Linked DNA regions of Acanthopagrus latus: region 2 is linked to region 1. A link is a contact called in public Hi-C data. All regions are on one chromosome and are shown on one strand. Each heading gives the region's core, a stretch centred on a gene start, on an enhancer-like site or on the middle of the called end of the contact. The rest is flanking DNA. Distances are from core to core; before and after follow the strand shown.

Region 1 (4,163 bases), core at 141-2,640:
TCACCAGAGGGCCTGAGACTGGTGGGCAGCTTTGGTTCACTTTCCCAACATGTCTATAATAGTGAAGGCGTGGTGTGATGTTGACCGTCAAGATATGAGGAGTGCTGTTAAGTCCGCCGCAAGCACACACAGTCTCTCCAATATTGACCGCATGTTGTCCCCAGTCGAATGGCAAACATCTCACTGCTAACCCTAAAAGCACACCTGCAGAGGAGTGGAAAAAAAGAAAGAAAAAAGCCATTGTGATGAAAATGACAGCATTTATCTGATAGCTTACACTTGGGACAAATATTAGTATAAAGTATAGAAGATTAAAAGTGGACATGAATATACCACATAGCAAGATCTACATTATAAGTTGTTATGGTGATGAAACATGGGTGAAACTGCAACCTTTTAAGAGTACTGCTGGCTGCTGAGCCCTTAATAGTTTATGATATCTCGGACTACCTGGCAATTAATGTAGGTTATTATTTTGAGTGAAGTAGCCTGAACAGAAAGGTTCAGTCCAGTAGCCCCATCATTTATCACAATATAGCCAATCAACTAGCCACATACACAAATAAATATCATACATTGCACCTTTAAAATTATCCTTAGCCGTGATTTTCTTTAGCTGTGAACGAGTGGCAAAGCTAACTTCAGATTACTAGTGGTTGCTGTGTTATTTATTTACTTTTTTTTTTTTTTTTTTTTTTAAAAGATAGTTAGGGTTAGGGTTATAAAATATATACTCTGCTCAGCCAATAAAAAAAATGGTGGATACAGCAAAAAAAAAAAAAAGATGGTGAGAAGCTTCTGCTTCATGCCTACAAAGGCTGAAAATGAATTTATTTCGTTAACACTCTGATATCAGCCAAATGAAACTGTGAGTCAGGAAGTCTAGCTAGCTTCCGTGCTATATACTGTGTATTAGTGTATGCTACTTACCATAAAACATTGCACCTCCAGTCTCATGTATAAGTCTATATTTAAATTGATTCATCTTCCACACACTGAGAATAGTTACGAGCGCCAAGCCAATTGAAACCAGGAGCAATAATGCAGTATAGTCTTGTATTTGCTTCGGTGCGGCCATTCTCGTTTGGAAAAAGGTCAAACTTTTCGGAAACAACTGCTTCACTTCAGCAGCAGCAGCAGCAGCAACATCCGCATCAGCAGCGGTTCAAGTGCCAGTGGTGCCTTTAAAAACGCCTCGGAGGTCTCTGCCACAGATGACAGAGAGTTAATACAACAGAATGACAACTGCACGGTAGTGCATTATTATTATTATATTCTGAAAAAGCCAAACTGAAGCCTGTAATCTGTTTAAAATGAGAGCGTTCACGTTTTCCGAGTGATGAGTATCTTTTTTTCCAAATCACATGAACGCACCACTCACTCAGCGTCAACCGCTCGTGTTCCAGCAGATGGCGGTGAACACAAACGAATGCACGCGGAGCTCCTCCTGCCTGCTGTGATAGGCCAGTAGTCTAACCGACTTTTAGTCATCTGCCTTAATTATCAAGTAATTGATTAATTGGTGATATGTTTGTAAAGACTTTGTTGGATCCATCTTTTGTGTTATGTAAAATAAAACAAAAACAAGCACAAACAAATAAATAAATAAATAAATAAATAAAAAAGGTTTGGGTGTCTGTTACTTCTGTCGAAACACTGAACAGTCAATCCTGTCGAAAGACATTTCATTTAGATTTTCTTATACTGCATAAAATACAAACAAAAACAAAAGTTTTGTTTTGTCAAGAAGCTGCTTTTTTCTGATCACATTACCTAACTGCATTGTAATCTCCGTTACATTTTTATTCTAGATCAAGCCTCTATGTTCGTCTTTAAAAAGAAAGGGGAAAAAATGCTTTTAAGCTAATGGAGGCAACGGGAAAAATAGAAATTTGGCAAAACTTTGCTCGGGGGGGCGGGGGGGCGATCCAGACGAGACAATATTAGAACAATCGCTTAGCAACCGCGGCCGTAAACGGACGACGGGTGTCGCAAAGGCTGGAGAGGCTGGTGTTGAAAAGAGTCGAAACAGAACCCATTGTGGTGTTGGAGAGGAGTGAGCTACCGCCAGAGAGAAGAAGGAAAGAGGGTAATTCCCTGACCACAAAGGGACTCATGATACGCGGACAGATACGGACGACAATGCACAACGCGGACGCTGTTTTCTTTTGTGAGGGGGACCGCGTCGTCCGGTCGGAAAGAGCCGGTATATGAAGAGTTAAGACTCGACATCCCAACTGTTTATTTCTGCAGCTAGCAGGCTAGCAGGCTAGATACCTAGGAGCTAGAAATGGGAAGCCCGTGTGAGTTTGCATGATAGAGATCTCCGTCGAGATTTGGACGAGAAGCGGTTTTCGGGGCTCAGATACGGTCGGCGGTGGTTTCAAGTATCGGTCGTCCAACTTTGAAGAATGATATCAACGGAGCGTTAAGCAATTCACTACACTACAGACACCGGAGGGGGAAGAAAAGTCATACAGGTTTGTTTCACAGTTTTCTTTGCAGCCCCGTGTCCACAATGAACTAATCCTGTAACAAACGTTTTATCGGCACAGTGTAGATTAAAGGAGTCGCTTCAACGCTACTTATTCCATCCTCGACTTTAATAGCGAAATAAAGAAATACTAATTTAAAATAAAAACAAACAAACAAAACAAACATAGGTGTTAAATGGTGTTTGACACGTAGAGCGTCGCGGCTTCCTTCCTCAAAAAATGATTCAGTGATCAGATAACAAAAAGTAGACGACGGTGTTTTTGAGAAAACAAACGCTTCTTATCAGATGCCCACATCCGCTCAACTGTGACAGGAAGTTTATTATTACTGCTAAAAGAGCTCATGGTGGTGTTGTCGGCGGCATCTCAAGCTGACCGCCGTCCTCTTTAATCATATCCTTTAATGAGGAACCATGACTCATGCCCATCACAGGTACCTGAACACAACTTGATGTCAGCCAAAGACTAATACCATGCACTACACTGCAATGTGGTGTCATCGTGCTCAGGCAGATGTAGATGATAAAGGTGATGGTTTGCTGCCACTTGAACTTCATTCCCTGATCGCAGAACATAATAAAGCAGTATTTACATACAGCTTGAGGCTCTGTTATGATCTGAGATTTGTTCGGAGGAGGCATCTAGTCAACGAACGCGCATTCTTGCGTTGCTACCAAATCACTTGGCTCTCTGGCTTTTCACTGCTCCTAAACAACACACCTCAACAGGTCCCCACTTGGCCAACGTGATTTGGATTGATTTGCTATGTATTTGCCCTCCTTCTTGGCAAGTGGAAACAGCAGCTTGAGCCTCTTGCTCACCAGGCGGAGAGGCACAGGCGCTGGAAACCAAAGCACACTTTGCGGTGATGGCTAAATTGACTTGACCATGAGATCTGTGTGCGATTGTACGACTGCGACCCTTTGCAAACTCCCTGCCCTTGATTTCTTCAAGGGAAAAAAAGATTACCGCAACAGTCGCACTGTTCCAGAAAAGGGCTTATTATAAGTCCTGAGGAATTTCTTTTTTTTACAGTCTAATGAATAGAAGGGGCTGCTTAGAATTAATTTTTTCCATATCAGGAGACTAATTGCGGAGCCTTTCTGCAAGGTTAGACGACAAGGGAACAATGAAAATAGACTGTTACACTCAAGACGTTATGCTGGTGGTTGATTTGAATGTTTCTCAGTGCTCAGCAGGGGTACGTCTTGTAATTGTGGCCTAAAAGCTCCCACTGGGGCTGTATTTTTCAGTTTCTGACCTCCAAACTAAACAAGTCATACTCGAATAAAGCAACTCATACAGCAGATGGAGCTGGATTTGGATTGACCTTTTTAGATGAAATAATCAATGTCTGTCAGGTAATCAATTTATCTTAAACTGAAGCTTGTTTTGATAGCTTGTTTTAATCAGGCTTCACTTGAATGAAACATTTGTTTTGCAATAGCATTAACATGAGATTTCAGTGTAGGACAACTTTTCAAACTTCCTCGGAGCGATGCTGGCTTGTAAAATTATGCAGCTGTTTGAGGTAAACAAAACTAGCGTGTTATCGGCTGACGGATCCAGAGCAAGTCCTCCCCGTCCAGTCCAGTCCAAGTGTGTCCTTCCTTTCCGAACAGCTGCGGCAGTTTGGCGCAAAGCAGATACCATTGATATTCTCATTAA
Region 2 (4,254 bases), core at 6-2,505, 250 kb after region 1:
ATTTACTTTATTTATATGTGGTGGATCCTGCCAACTTTCTAACTTCAAACACTATTTTCTTCAAACAAATATTTCAGAGTTTGTATTATTGCCTCATTTACATTTAAAGGTCTTCTCCAAAACTACACTGCACCCTGTCAAAGCCGCTTTTGTGTTGTCATCATTTTAGCCACCCCGTCTTTACCTTCAGCTTCAAATAAAACTAAACTACATAAGATGTGAGATACGATAAATGTGGAAATGTATGCAGTCTGAAAGCAAATAGAGCAATAAATGATTAAGTTATATAAGAGTAAAAATAAGGAAGAAGGAATACAAAATGGAAACAAGGCTATGGTAGAGGATTTGGTGACAGAGGTGATTAATAGCAGCAGATTCGACATGTAAACAGCAAATATAGACTTATATTCTAATTGTAATAGTTTCTTACCTGAGTCAGGTACTCTAACCCAGGTGGACAGCCTGGTATTCCCGGGCTGGGCACAGCGTACATGTTCATGTTGTCAGGCTTGGAGGGAGACCTGGTGACACATGCAGAGCAGTGAGACACAGCGCCATCTTGTGCCAAACTGGGCGACACTCATAAACAAATGGAGACGGATCGCGGCAGATGGACGGCGGGTTCATGTGTTGTTCTCTGTCTGCCCGAGTTGTTACTGTCAAGTTAACAGACCCCTCGTCCTTCTCGCACCACTATCGTGTCCGTGGCCTCGTTAAGGTGGACACGGTGTGTGGGAGCAGCTGGTTCACAGCCTCCGCGGGGGGGAGGGGAGGGGAGACCGTAGATGGTGGGCGGCGACGCAGATCTTCATCTTGATCTGGAAGTGACGCTTAGTGACGGGAGGAGACCACCGTGAGAAATCCTCTTACTCCCTTTGTTTACACGTCAACAACTAGCTTACAGCCACACACGAGCCACACACACACACACACACACAGGTAGGCCATGTCAGTGCAGATCTGTGTGTGTGTGTGTGTGTGTGTGTGTGTGTGGAGAGAAGTGGGCTGTTCACTGCTTACCAGGTGGTAAAGAGAGAGCGCGCGCCGAGGTTTACACGTGCCACAGGGCGAGCCTATCATCAGAGTCCGAGCAGTTCACATTAAACACACAACAGTCAGAGATTTACAGGAAAACCCCAAGTTACTCACCGATATTCCACCTGCTACCTCGGAAATAACAGGCCACTCCGGAACCAGGACTATGGAATAAACCTATAATCCCATTGGTTCGACGTCATCGTACTTCCCATCTCCGGGAGCCAATGGCGGGGCGAGAGTGTAGAAGAGAAGCAGACAGAAGAGAGGCGAAGAGACAAGAACGAGATGCGATAGAACCAATCAAGACCAGCCTTAAGTGCTAATTTGGTTTAATTAGACAGCTGGTAGTACAGAAAGCATCCATAATGCACTGAATTATTAATTTCTCAGCAATAATTGAGTTTTGTTTGGAATTTGATGAGCTTAAAGAGTTTTATTGGGTGCGTTATAGAGATGTCTATGGTGAAAATTAATTGACAGTTTTTTGGCTTTTTTTCAAATTCAACTTTTTATTGAACGATTTGGTTGTGGGCCGACTGCAGCTCAGGAAGTAGAGCAGGTCATCCAGCAATCAGAAGGTTGCTTTTTCAAATCCCCATTGTAGTATTCTTGAGCATGATTGAACCCCAAATTGCTGGAAGTTGCTGCAGGTCGGCCTCTTGCATGGCATCATCAGTGTATGAATGTGTGTGTGTGTGACAAGCACTTTGAGCGGTCAGTAGACTGTAACAGCGCTGTAAAAATGCAAGTCCATTCACCACTACCACAGGATATACAGATACAGAGTACCATAGATCAAGTACCAAGATTATTGTGCATATAAACAACATGTTACACAAAATTATATATAAGCCACCAGTGCCTTGCCAAAGAATAGAAGAAAAAAATCAGACATGAGGATAGAAGGGATGGTGGTAAGTGAATATAACAATGTAGAAGCTCCAACAAAAACCCAGCAGTCAGTCAACAATATATTATTATTATTATATCTGTGCCAAGAATGTGAGGGTTTGCAAGAGAGCTGTTGAGGATATCCTGAGCTTCTACAGGGGGCCTGTGCGTTGTGGATTACAGCTAATGAGCTTTCTGTGAGCGCAATATCCCTAAAATGATGTCACCATTCTTTTATTGATGGAAACTCAGAGGTAGCCGCTTTGGACCGAAGATTAGATACAGAAGGGCATTCCCAGATAACATGCTGGTTATTTAGCTGCAGTATTCTAACTACATTTATTACGATGTTGATTTTTTCCGTAAGCTTCATTTTGTATCATGTTGCAGGACTGTGTGCTCAAATGTGTGGTGACTCATTTCATGAGCTGGATTTTTTTGATTATAAGAATAAATTTAGCCAAAACAGCTGATAAACAGAAAACATAAACTAATAATAACAGCCTCGAGCACGACACATAAGTTCTACAGAGCCTCTTTAAAATGTCCAGCTTTTAACACTTTGCTTCATCACCTTTGTTGCATCTTTTCTACCAGGAACACCACACTGACAGCATCTTTAACGTCTGTCGAAAGCTGGTTTGAAATGTTCCCATGATTTATGCACAAATACACCCAGAAACAGTTTTACCTTCATGTCTCTATTGCTCGTGTGTGCAGCAGAGTGACATGGAGTACAGCTTTGTGGCCACAGCTGTCAACGATTACTCTCCCACTTGCATTTGCAGGGACAGCGAAACTACAGTGTCTCTCATAACGTGCAATTTTGCAAGAATACAGCCGATGTAACACAAACTTTGCTTGATATCCGATATGTATAAACACAACCTTCAGAGAAAGGCAATGCTAAACTAAAAGGAGAGCATTCATCTAGTGTTCATGTGTTGCATCTGCACATTTTCCACACATGTATTATGTAACTGTGTCTGTGTGTCCTAATGATCTACACAGACTCATATTCTGGCTGTCGGGTGATATGTTCTCTTCTCGTGCCAGTGTCCCTGTGCATCTGCACACTGTGTGACCTACATTAAAGACAGTGAGCCATACGTGAAAACACATTTCAGTACATGCTAATTACACAGCAGCTGAGAAGCTCTGCAGCGGTTTAAGGCAATGTTCGCTGGGTTACGTCACCCCTATGGCCATCGTGTTATTTTGTGTTAATGTCTGCATTTCTCAGGTTGAGACATTTTAAAATGTGGTGCCTCATCAGATGTGATCTAATGCTTTCAGTCCACGTATCATACATATCTAAAACAATAACAGCAAACTATCATTTGCTATGATAAGTTGTCATTTCCATCCATTTAAATCTTTTTTTATCCCTTTACATATATATATTTATGGGGGAGAAAGTCTGACTGTAGACCTAGTGGACAATTATAAACTCAATTTGAACTAAATCACATACAAAGACACGTAAGAAAATGTGCACCATCTCAGAAATAACACTCTTATTTGGGCAGACACGACGAAAAAACCCTCTGATAGCTCAATCACAGCTTAATGATAATTCTTACCTCACAAAAAAGGAAGCCCCTACAATTAAAGGAGCCCTGTGGAGCTTTCGTTTCAGAATTTCTCACTAAAACGTATCATGTGTATCTTCAAGGTCTAACTACCGCGTTGAATGCATTCCCGTCCTCATTAAACAACGGCAAAGCATAATTCCAAAACCCACATTGCTTAGATCGGTGTTTACTCTCAGGCAGTTTTCTTCTTCATGGCCTTTGTCGGTACATTGATGTGTTTCATACATCTGTAGATCACTGGTATCACTGCATGTGCATCCTCAAGCTAAAGAACTAAACTAAAACATTGCTCAAAAAGTTCATAAGCTACCTTTAAGGTCTGTTTATGTGCGCTTCATTCTCATCTTGTTCAATATTAGGAGGGCGACTGTAGCTGCAATGGTTAGAAGATATTCAGATGATGCCCCCCACACACACACAGTTTCTGATTGCAACACACTATCATACATACAAATCCCAACAATTTGTCAGATGTAGCGTAGGTGCTAACTATAAACAAAACTCATTACATCATAACGTGTTGAAAACTTGTATGTTGAAGTGAAATTAACGTTACATAAAATGCAAAAGGCAGCAAGCAGTGTGCAGTAAGTGGAGTTAATAATAAGCCATCGGGCAGCAAAACACTGAACCTAAAACAAGTTTAAAAGAGAGCGGTCTGTAAAATAAGATTTAAAACTGTCAATGGTGGAGCAGGATTTACTGTAGGGATACTACTCCTCAGCATGGG

The links. Hi-C and Micro-C count contacts between places; a contact is called where the count stands out from the background.
Region 2: a Hi-C map of muscle shows a contact between it and region 1, with 3 times the contacts expected there. The contact joins the promoter of si:ch73-206p6.1 here to the promoter of LOC119008657 in region 1. A contact is called at or near these places in 3 of 4 Hi-C or Micro-C datasets (liver and muscle).

Annotation. Positions count from the first base shown.
Region 1 is chr19:17,719,842-17,724,004 of fAcaLat1.1, forward strand. LOC119008657 (sodium/hydrogen exchanger 9-like) reads right to left here and starts at 1,391. Exons shown (of 15, transcript XM_037079214.1): 1 at 931-1,391; 2 at 5-204. The coding sequence starts at 1,078. It overlaps dipk2ab (divergent protein kinase domain 2Ab), which reads left to right and starts at 1,967. Exons shown (of 4, transcript XM_037079715.1): 1 at 1,967-2,089.
Region 2 is chr19:17,970,291-17,974,544 of fAcaLat1.1, forward strand. si:ch73-206p6.1 (phospholipid scramblase 2) reads right to left here and starts at 1,256. Exons shown (of 7, transcript XM_037078470.1): 1 at 1,150-1,256; 2 at 431-521. The coding sequence starts at 499. The region is part of intron 2 of LOC119008330 (a long non-coding RNA gene); the gene reads left to right.